Linked DNA regions of Mus musculus: region 2 is linked to region 1. A link is a contact called in public Hi-C data. All regions are on one chromosome and are shown on one strand. The core of a region is the stretch at or near the end of the contact, and the rest is flanking DNA. Distances in the headings are between cores, read along the strand shown. Region 1 holds the start of Lix1 (limb and CNS expressed 1). Region 2 overlaps Lix1 (limb and CNS expressed 1).

Region 1 (4,927 bases), core at 963-3,462:
CTCAAGCAGACATCTGATGTCCTGACTCAGAAAGCAAACCCATTTCTAAGATTGGTAGACATTTGCCCTTTAGCTTATATCATTCAGTCATTGTATTTCCAGGTTAGAAAAGCTGGAAAGGAAAGGATCTAACATTCTCGTATTCACACTCACTGGACAGAGCAGCGGCAGAGCAAGTGGTTCATTCCAGAGTAAGTCCACAATGACACATACTAATGTTGGGATTTTTGTTGTTAATGAACGAAATATATGAAATGTGACACAGTTTTTCCATATGGGAAAAAAAACATTCTGTGTGGCTTACAAGGGTCTCAGAAGAAAACAACAGCAAAAAATAAATAGCGTTCTTGCAAAAATTTTGGTGACAGACATTGTCCCTTTAACAACTCATAGTTTCTCTTCTAAACTGTATGCAATTGGAAGAAATTAGTTCAGCTTAAGAACTGGACCATACAACGTCATATTTGAACTTTTCTTTCCATTTCCTTTTATTTCTTCTGCTCTCCAAATTCTAGGTCTAAGTTCTTACAATTTATCCAAAGCTTTGGACATGCCAAAGCCTTTCACCCTTCACTAAGATTTGAATGCATTGAAGGAGAAAGACATTCTTTCCTTCTCTTTCACTGGGAGAAACATAGCAAGCCAGAATAGACGCCAGGCTAAGCTTGAAGATGGAGTGACTTTTATTATTTCTAACATAGCTATTGACAAATGCTTGAAGGCAACATTTTTTTTTTTAAACTGAGAAAGAAAGTAGCTTTCATTTTATGCCTTAGAGGACAGATTGGTTACAATTTAATTTCTAAGAGGGAAGTTTTATAGAATAAAGAGGCCAGACATTTCTTTCTCTCTCTGTCTCTCTCTCTCTCTTTCTCTCTCTGCTTTTTTTTCATCACACATATGAGAAATACAAGCTTCAGGGACATCTGGAAAGGGGCATTATTCACTAATCAGAAAGCAGAATCCAAACCACTGATACTTTGATGGAGACACACATCACTAGAGTCACAAGAAAGGAAGCTGTAACGTATTGCAGGCTAAAAACATTCCATATGCATTTTCACCTTTTGGGCAGATCCAAAGAGCAATTCTATTCCAGAAGCCCTTTGTAATCTGACACCCACTGTAGATAAGATACACTATGAAGATAGTCTGTTTTGCAGCAGCGAGAAATCAAATTGGTTCCAGAAGCGAACTTATATGACAAATGGTTTAATAGTATTGCTGGAATTGTAAAGATTGGCTGAATTATTTTTCATAATCATTTTAGAAAAAGATTTAAAAATAACTTTGCCATGCCATGTGGGGGTGGGGGTGGGGATGTCGGGAATGAGGCTGAAGTTAGAAGGCATCACATTTTATTGGCATTATAATTTGCTATTAAAATTTAGGAGCTCAGTGGTTAAAATTAAATTTTGTTTGCTACAATACTTTTAGATAAAACAATACCTGATTTAATGTGTCTAGTTATGGTGTGAAAGATTAAATAGATGAACAACGAGCAGTGCATTTTTTAATTATCATTTCCAAGTTATTTTTAGTTTTCATTGAGTTCCACTCAGCTTTGTTTTATTTAAAAAGCATCTGGAAAAGATCATTAAGACTTGGCAGGTTTTAGACTTTAGAAAAAGTCATCTACACAGTACTGTCTTGGCAAAACAGCCCAGAGTCTTGTGGGCGTAGGTAAAAGGAAAGCCTTCTCCTGGCTGAAGTCGGGAACAATTTAAATATTGCTTAGCCCACAGAACACGACTACAAAGATCTAGCAGAAATCGTAGTTAAACAAGATGTGACTAGACACTTAGGACTATTTTCTAAAAAGTCAGGGGGGGAAAAAAGGTTTTTTTTTTTTTTTTTCCTTCAGTACTTACAGTCTTTGAAGACCAAAGCCGGGTCTCTGTGAGGCAAGGCTTGGGCAATGATGTGCCTCAGAGATTCCAAGGTTCTGTCCATCTCGAGTCTGCCTGTGCAAGCCTCCTGCACAGTCTCCTCATGCCTGAATTCTTGCAGCTCTGGACTGAATTTGTGCAGCTCATTGATGCAGTGGATTACTAAAGAATCCCTTTTAACATCTGCCAATCAGACATTTCCCAGAATCTAAAGACCCTCAGGGCCCTCCTCTCAGGCTCACTTATCTTTGTTGTATGCTGAGCTAATTAGCCTGAAAGGCTGGCTGACAGGCTGGTTCCCATGGCTTCGTTCTGTTAAACACACCCACCTACAGGCAGGCTGGGGAAGCTCAGTCATCATGAGAACAGATTTCTTCTCCAACCAGATTTTGCCTGGATGCTGTGCTGCCTTCCCATTTGGGCATTTCTTTCAGCCTTCCTTCTTTAAATGTGCTGCCCCCGGAATAGGTACTCAAGAAGGCATCGTCCTGCAGGTTCCTAAATTACAAGGGGAAGGCTTGGGACTGCCATCATTGAATAACCACTACAACCAACAATCTAAATTCCCCTTTGGGAAAGAGGAACTATAAAGATTACGATTAGAGTGAGATAATGCATTATTTCTGAAATCAGAATCCTCCCTGCAATGACAGTCACTTCTGGTGAGCAGTAGCAAGCAATCCCTAGTGAACTCTTTTATACTTTGCCTGACCATATTTCTTTTTCTGTTACCCTCCAAGACAAATCGTTCCCAAGATTGACTTTAATTAATCCTGATATCATTCTCTCATAATTTATTCTGTTAAAAATTTAATGGTGAGATCTGGAGAAATGGCTCAGGGTGTCAGGACTCTTGTGAAAGCAAGAGAACTTAGTTCAAATTCCTGGCATGTAAGTGAAAGCAGGACATGGTTGCATATACATGGCTGCATGTACAGGTAACATTAGGGTCCGGAAGCTGAGACAGGTGGCTCCCAGGACATGTCTACCAGTCAATTTGGCAAAAATGGGTAGCTTCATATTCTCTGAAAGATGCTGTTTCAAAAACTAAGGTGGAGAGTGATAGAAGCTATCTACTATCATTCTCTGGAATGCTCTTACATACACACCTGCATAGACTACAGACACTACAACTACCACCACCACACCACCAGCCCACCACCACCACCAGCAACACCAAAAACAACAGCAGCAACAACAGTGACAAGAATTTCTATCGACTAAGAGCAAAAAGCAATACCTTTAAAAGAAAAGTTTAATAGAAAGTTATTAAAAGAACTCAGCAAATGAGACTCTTTCCTATCTCTACAGATCCGTACACATGTGTAAAATAACACTTTGACAAGAGACAAACATGTCATGTGATCACATATCACACTTCAGGAATATGTAATATCAGAAACAAACGAACCAACTTTACTAGCTGTATGCTCTTGTTGTTGAGGCGCTGTGAAGGACTTTGCTGCTTCATTTGAAGTTTTTTTTTTTTTTTTACACAGAACTCACAGATTGTTGTCTCATGTTCCTTCCAATCTTCACATTCCATTATTGTGAAACTAATTCTTTAAAGACTATATAAATAGAATGTCTTTCATGTGATCAATTTCTTCAGCTAGTTGTAGAAGGGTGGGCTTAATAAAAAACAGAGAAGGAAAAAGTAGCAGTGATAATAAATGCTATTATAATGATTATTCCTTGACAAATACCCACAGGAAATTTAGGCCACCCAGAGAAGAAATTCAGGATTGTCACATAGACAAAATGAAATGATACATAGATCTATTTATAGTTCATATATATGCTTGAACCTCATGTGAAGAGACTTACTTTGGGTCACAAAGTATGCTATATATGCCTTGCATCAAATTGTGAGCAGCAGGCATGAATGCTCACATGTGTGTTTGTGTGTGTGTGTGTTGCTGAAGACCAAACCCAGAGACTTGTACAGGCTTGGCAATTTATCTATCATTGAGCAATAACTTCAGGCCAGAAAAAAGTTACTGTCTGTAGTCTAAGAATTTTATTTTATTTATTTGTTTGTTTGTTTTTCGAGACAGGGTTTCTCTGTGTAGCCCTGGCTGTCCTGGAACTCACTTTGTAGACCAGGCTGGCCTCGAACTCAGAAATCCACCTGCCTCTGCCTCCCAAGTGCCCGGCATCCAAGAATTTTAAATTCATTTTTTTTTATTTTGTGAAAAGAGGTTCTTAGTTTCAAAAATAATCTGGATGACTGGTGGATGACAAAAAATTCTGTTACACAAGAGATTAGACACATAGTACCTATGTAAGTGCTTTGAGAGTAACATAGTATTAGAAACCAAGACAATGTTCTCATTATAGAGCCAGGACAAATAACAAAGTTATTTTTCAATTTTTTCAAAAGAGTGATACTCATAATAGGAAACAGAAAATGATTGATGCCTGAAGTCTGATCAGTGAATGGGCTTTTCCTGTAAATTAAAATTGAATGTAATAATTGTCTAACACATTTTGTTTTACTTTATGTGTACTGGTGTTTTGCCTGCATATGTATCTGTATCACATATGTACCTGGTGTCTGTGGATGCTGGGACTTAAACCTGGATACTCTGGAAAAGCAGCCATCACTTGAGACTCAATTTCTAATCTTAAAAATAGCGTGGTAGGAGGAACAATAAGTGTGGGTTTAATAAGGCCTAGGATTATATTTTTGTCATCTAACCGTGACAAGCCATTCATCTTTGAGTTTACAATTTTCATCCATAAAACCAGGGAGCGAATCTGAATGTTCCCTTTAAGTTCTAAAGCCCATGATTCTGTGGTTAAACACAAATATGAGCACAGAGTTTCTAGACATGTAGAAAGTCACAGATTCATTTCATAAATGCTAGACTGATATTTAGAAAGTCGCTTCTAGTCCCATTCAACCTAACCATTCATTTGTAGTAAACATAACCAATATCAATATGATAAATTCAAAGATGTTCACTGCCAAAGCCACAAAGGAATTTGAAAGAAAACTATGAGTATCTTCACAAGACCTTCAGAGCAAATTTATG
Region 2 (4,927 bases), core at 1,721-4,220, 42 kb before region 1:
ACTCACTCTGTAGACCAGGCTGGCCTCGAACTCAGAAATCCGCCTGCCTCTGCCTCCCAAGTGCTGGGATTAAAGGCGTGCGCCACCACTGCCTGGCTGAGCTCAGCTATCTTTCAAGTAAAGATAATCTCCCTTGGAAAATAACCTATGGGTAATAACTGTTTCATATAGCTGTTATAAGGGTTACATTACAGCAATAATTGTCAATACTCAATATTATGATCCCAACATATAAATAAGAATCAGATATTGATACCATTATTAATGTAGTTTTTCATATTACCAATACAGCCAATTGTAATTAAACATCAGTAAGCCCAAAATGTATATGGTACAACTAACCCAGTGAATCTCAGAGCTTTGCATAGAATACCTTCAACACGCTCAAAATATTTGCATTGGCTTGCAGTTAGGCAAAAGTTTATAATAAAATATTAAATATCTTCTGTGATTTATTGAGCGATCTACTGAAGAGACAAGGAGTGGAATTGTTTTCATGCCATCATAAAAGTGAGAAATCATAAATTGAGGATTGTGTGTGGTAAGTAGCAGAGTTCCTCAGCTGTTACTGCTTGTCAGATGTGGATGGCATGGTGCTAATTTTGGTCTCCCTCATAGGAGGGAGAGGCACATGTTTTTCAATAGAAACATCACAACTGAAGTAGTACTTTAGAAGGTACCTCCATAGAATCCGTGACTTCTAAAAAATTAAGGAAGAAATGGTCATAAGCAGTATTTTTAACTACTTGATTTTGTCTTAGTCCTGAAGATCTGGTGAACTGCTACTGAGTTGCAAAACAGTCATCACTCACCTGTTTCTAAGAAATATAAAGTGGCAGGCTCTCCATGTAGTTCTGCATGGTTTTAAATGAGTGTGTCTTTTCTCAGGTGCCATTCCCCTTTCTCCTGGTATTCTCTTCTATGTTTTGGGATGTTTTGTTTTGAAAAATAATAGGCTCTTTATTGTTCTCCCTTTTTGTTTTAAGACAGACGTCTTGAAGTTTGGGGGCAGGGAGCCTCCCAAGAGCAGTGTACCATGATTGTTATTTGATTTGGCTTATTGAATGTGGTTAAATAGAAGTTACCATGCTGGATTCTAAAAGAGCGAATTATTTACAAGCAGACCGTTGGAAAAGAAGGGCTAGTGATAAGAGTTGCATGTCTTGGGGCTGGAGAAATGACTCAGTAGCTACGTATGTGTCCTTTAACTCCAGCTCCAGAGAGATCTGATGCTCTACCCTCCACAAGAACCTCAATTTATGTACACACGCGCGCGTAGAGACACACAGAGACACACTTAGTAAAAGTAAAGAAATAAGATGAAAAGAGTTGCACATCTCCCAAGTTTCCAGATTAGAGCATCAAACAAATAAGTGGCAGCGAGTCAGGCACCTGAAACTCCAGCATAGTCTTCCCCATGTTTGACTCCAGCATGTAGTGATAGGCTCCCACACTTGTGCTTGGGTCATCCGCATCATCTAACGTGCCCTTGGGAAGGAAAGAAAACAAAGAAACGATCACTGATAATTTCTTCCCTTCTTTAAAGGACCAGGACCTAATCCTATTATTGCCCTAAAGAGGTTGATTTGCAGTTGCTCTTGGAGTCTCACATGACTCCAGTAAAGAGTGTTTCAGAGTCAGCTTGAATGTGGCTTTTGCTTAAAATGGTAGCACTTTGTGTAGCTGCTGATAGGACAATGATTCCAAAGTAGGAATTCCTGTATATTTGCTATATAATTTGATGCTTTTGTGTCTGCTCTGTATGGTTGTCACTGGGAGTTACTGAAACCTTGAAACATTGACCTTACCCTGATTTCAAGGATAATCAGGCAAGACTCTACAATAGAACTTAAGTGCAGTTGTATGGCCCCTTCCTTTCTTCCCGCATGTCTCTTAAAGGAAACTTTTCATAATACGCTACTGTTGGGCGTCTGTTGGTTTATATTTTTTATACTCAGACCACTTAATATTTAAGAATCAAGGTAGGCGACAGGTAGAAATGAAGTTCGTTTTCAGCTTTCTTGTAGGGAACGGCACCAAGCAGCAAACACAAGCTCTCTGAAATGGCATTCAGACCTCCTTCTGAGGTCTCCCTCTACCCCATGGCCTTCGAGTCCCAGGATGGTGGGCGATAGCAAGGTTCTGAGACTGAACAAACAACTGTCAGCGTCAGACAGCAGTAAATGTATAGCTTTGCATGCAATAACATTAACACAGTGCTTCTGAAATATTTATGTTGGCCTTTTAGAAATCCTAGGGGAAATCCATCCAGAGGTCTGCAAGCCATATATATTCTTGCTCTTTAGAAATTTCCATGAAAAATGACAAATTGCATTTACATTGAGAGCCCTTTCCTGTTCCTAAGTAAATTCCACGTGTATATAAATCAGGCATCATTTTCCTAACTTCTCTTCCTCAAAGGCACTTGAAATTTACAGGGTCAGAAAATAAAGGCTTCCTTTTCTCTTCAGACCAGATAGAGTGCAGAACTCTCCACTTTCTCCCAGCCAGCCTACCAGCCCTACTGTCCTGCAGGCCCATCTCTCCTCTAAGTGATAAGAGCACTTCATAAGGGGAAAGAGTCCCTAATAGTCTGATCATCTCCTTTGGCAGGGCAGCAGCTGCCCTGTAAAAACAGAGTCTGTCAATTCAAGGCAACAAAAGGGAGTGGGGGATGTGGTCACACAATGGCCTTTAATTCCAGCCCTCAGGAGGCAGTAGCAGGCAGATTCCTGTGAGGTCCAGGCCAGACTAGTCTACATAGTGAGTTCGAGGACAGCCAGGACTAAGTTGTAAGACCCTGTCTGAGAGAGGAGGGGGTGGAAGGGTGAGGGGTAGGGGTGAGTGGAGAAGAGGAGATAAAGGGAGAATGAGAAAGGTGACAAAGTTTGTTCTTCTATAGTTCAAGCTCCTGCCCTTGAGCACACACAGAAAAACATCTGCTGTAGGTGGGGCTCAGGTTTCCTCTGTGGCTTACAAGTGGAGATAGTGGGCAGGAACTCTCCACCATTTACTGAACACGTAAATATCCAGCCATAGATGGCTGAGAGAGTTCCCTATTTAAATTTCTAAGACCCATTTTGTTATGTCATTTTTTTTTTCTCTCAAAGCATTTAATTGTACCTGTCACAGAAACTTTCAACACTTACCGGAGAAGGTGAACACCTAGGAACCATGATTATTCTAACACATAGAGCTGTCTAAGCAGCCCACAGTATTTTAGTACTATAAATTGCAAACCTGCATGCTAGCTGGGAAATTAGCATTTACAGTAGGGACTTCACATAATTAGCATGATTAGTTCAATTTGGGGAAAATTAGAACTGGTTTGTCATTCGATTATAAATCTTTCTTCCATTGCCTACATTCTTGGACCATTGGAATCAGTGTAATCATGTGACATTCCTCACCCCGAATCTTGATCGTTTTTGATCCTGGCTTGTCAAGAGTATTGGCAAAATGCACAATGAGCAGCTAGCTCCACCTTCATGAGTTTCAACCTAAGGTTTATTTTGCTAAATGTTAGTAAGTCACTGGACAAAATCTAACCTCCACATTGTTGAAATGAGAAATTTGCTTACTTTAGTATTTCCCAAGATTCAAATGTCCCCATGTTATCACAGAGGCCACATCTTTCTTGCCCTTCCCCCGCCCCCTCGGTACTCACCCTGGTGGAGGCTACTGCTTCCTGAACACTCTCCATGATGAACTCCTTGGTGATCCTTCGGGAGGGTAGCTCATTGAAGAGAGAGTTGATGAGCGCCACTTTAGCAGCATCCCGCCTGGCCTCAGCTCTACTTAAGCAGCACTTGAGAAGGAAGGAGAGGGAGTGTTAAAGAAGTCAGCATCTCACAATTCCAACACTGCATTTCCACGTATCCATTTATATGGGTTCTGGACTCAGACTGTTGGTGTTCAGCTCTTAACTGTATAAGCCTTTGAACTAGTTAATTATTCTCTGTGTGTGATGTCCTTCTTAGTAACATAATAGTAGGGTTGAATCTGAAATTGATTAGTTGATATGCAGAAACTCTCATCCAACACAAGAGATCTAACACACCCACATATAAGCAAGAAGGCTTTTGGTAGAGCATGAGGCAGCAAATCTTTCAAACTTTAGATATCTCCCAAGGGTTAGAATACTTAGATCAGAGAGTTTCTGCATATATGGTTTTATTTTGTGCTATAAACTTGGCCAGAAATATAAAGGGCCATAAGATTTGAGTCAGGTTGTCCTTCAGTGATGCTTAAATGCTGCGTCTTTGGGAATTTTGGCCTACCACTTTCAAGCCAGGCTGCAGGCCCCGACCATATTTGAGTATAATTGTTTGCTGGTCATTCCCTGCTGTCTCCTACCTTCATGCCTTGATTATTACACATTTTTCTTTGTGTCTCTCCCCTATTACATAATTGTGATGTAATTTCTTTGCATCCCTGCCCTATTATGATATACTGAATGGATAACAGACTGAAGTATAGGCTAGTCAGTAACAAACCAATAAAACACCTAATAAAATGTGTAAGAAGTTCTTTCAAGAATAAATATATATACTTCTTATTGTTAAAAAGTACCATTCCTATACACTTTTATGGTATTGTGAGCCAGCAATATGAAAGTATATTAAGCATGGGCTAAAATTCATAAGGATAATTGGCTATTATGCTCAGACCCTGATATGAGCATTTTTGCCAATGTATAGGCAAAACAATGTTATGTTTATTATTCTTTGACAAACTAGTTTCCCATTAAAAAAGCAAGGGTTTTGCCAATATTACACAACATTTGTAACAGCAACTCGTTTTAATATAAGTTTGGCTTTACAAAATCTACAACAGATCTTTAGGATTTTAAAATTTAGGAAATAAAAGTCAGATCAGAGCAATCTTAAGAAATACTTTTCTGTCTAAATAATAGTAGTTTAAGCCA

What was found. Hi-C and Micro-C count contacts between places; a contact is called where the count stands out from the background.
Region 2: a contact with region 1 is called in a Hi-C map of embryonic stem cells, with 1.6 times the contacts expected there. The contact joins the enhancer-like site here to the promoter of Lix1 in region 1. A contact is called at or near these places in 9 of 39 promoter capture datasets (3T3-L1-derived adipocytes, the HPC-7 cell line, HPC-7-derived erythroid cells and 6 more), 1 of 15 datasets of contacts at CTCF or cohesin (the NIH/3T3 cell line), 42 of 484 Hi-C or Micro-C datasets (3T3-L1-derived adipocytes, 8-cell embryo, the C2C12 cell line and 26 more), 10 of 115 datasets of contacts at active chromatin or transcription factors (astrocytes, bone marrow-derived dendritic cells, embryonic stem cells and 3 more) and 3 of 9 other capture datasets (adipose tissue, embryonic stem cells and liver).

What each region holds. Positions count from the first base shown.
Region 1 is chr17:17,399,971-17,404,897 of GRCm38.p6, reverse strand. It overlaps Lix1 (limb and CNS expressed 1), which reads right to left and starts at 2,212. Exons shown (of 6, transcript NM_025681.2): 1 at 1,872-2,212. The coding sequence starts at 1,953.
Region 2 is chr17:17,442,529-17,447,455 of GRCm38.p6, reverse strand. It overlaps Lix1 (limb and CNS expressed 1), which reads right to left. Exons shown (of 6, transcript NM_025681.2): 3 at 3,668-3,808; 4 at 1,393-1,488. Among named protein-coding and RNA genes, the nearest start is that of Lix1, 42 kb to the right of the region's middle. Within about 2 kb of position 2,970, at least 17 of the 459 cell types and tissues checked have an H3K27ac peak or open chromatin away from gene starts, as enhancers often do. A contact at or near this core is called in CD8 T cells, embryonic stem cells and memory CD8 T cells, where this site is marked.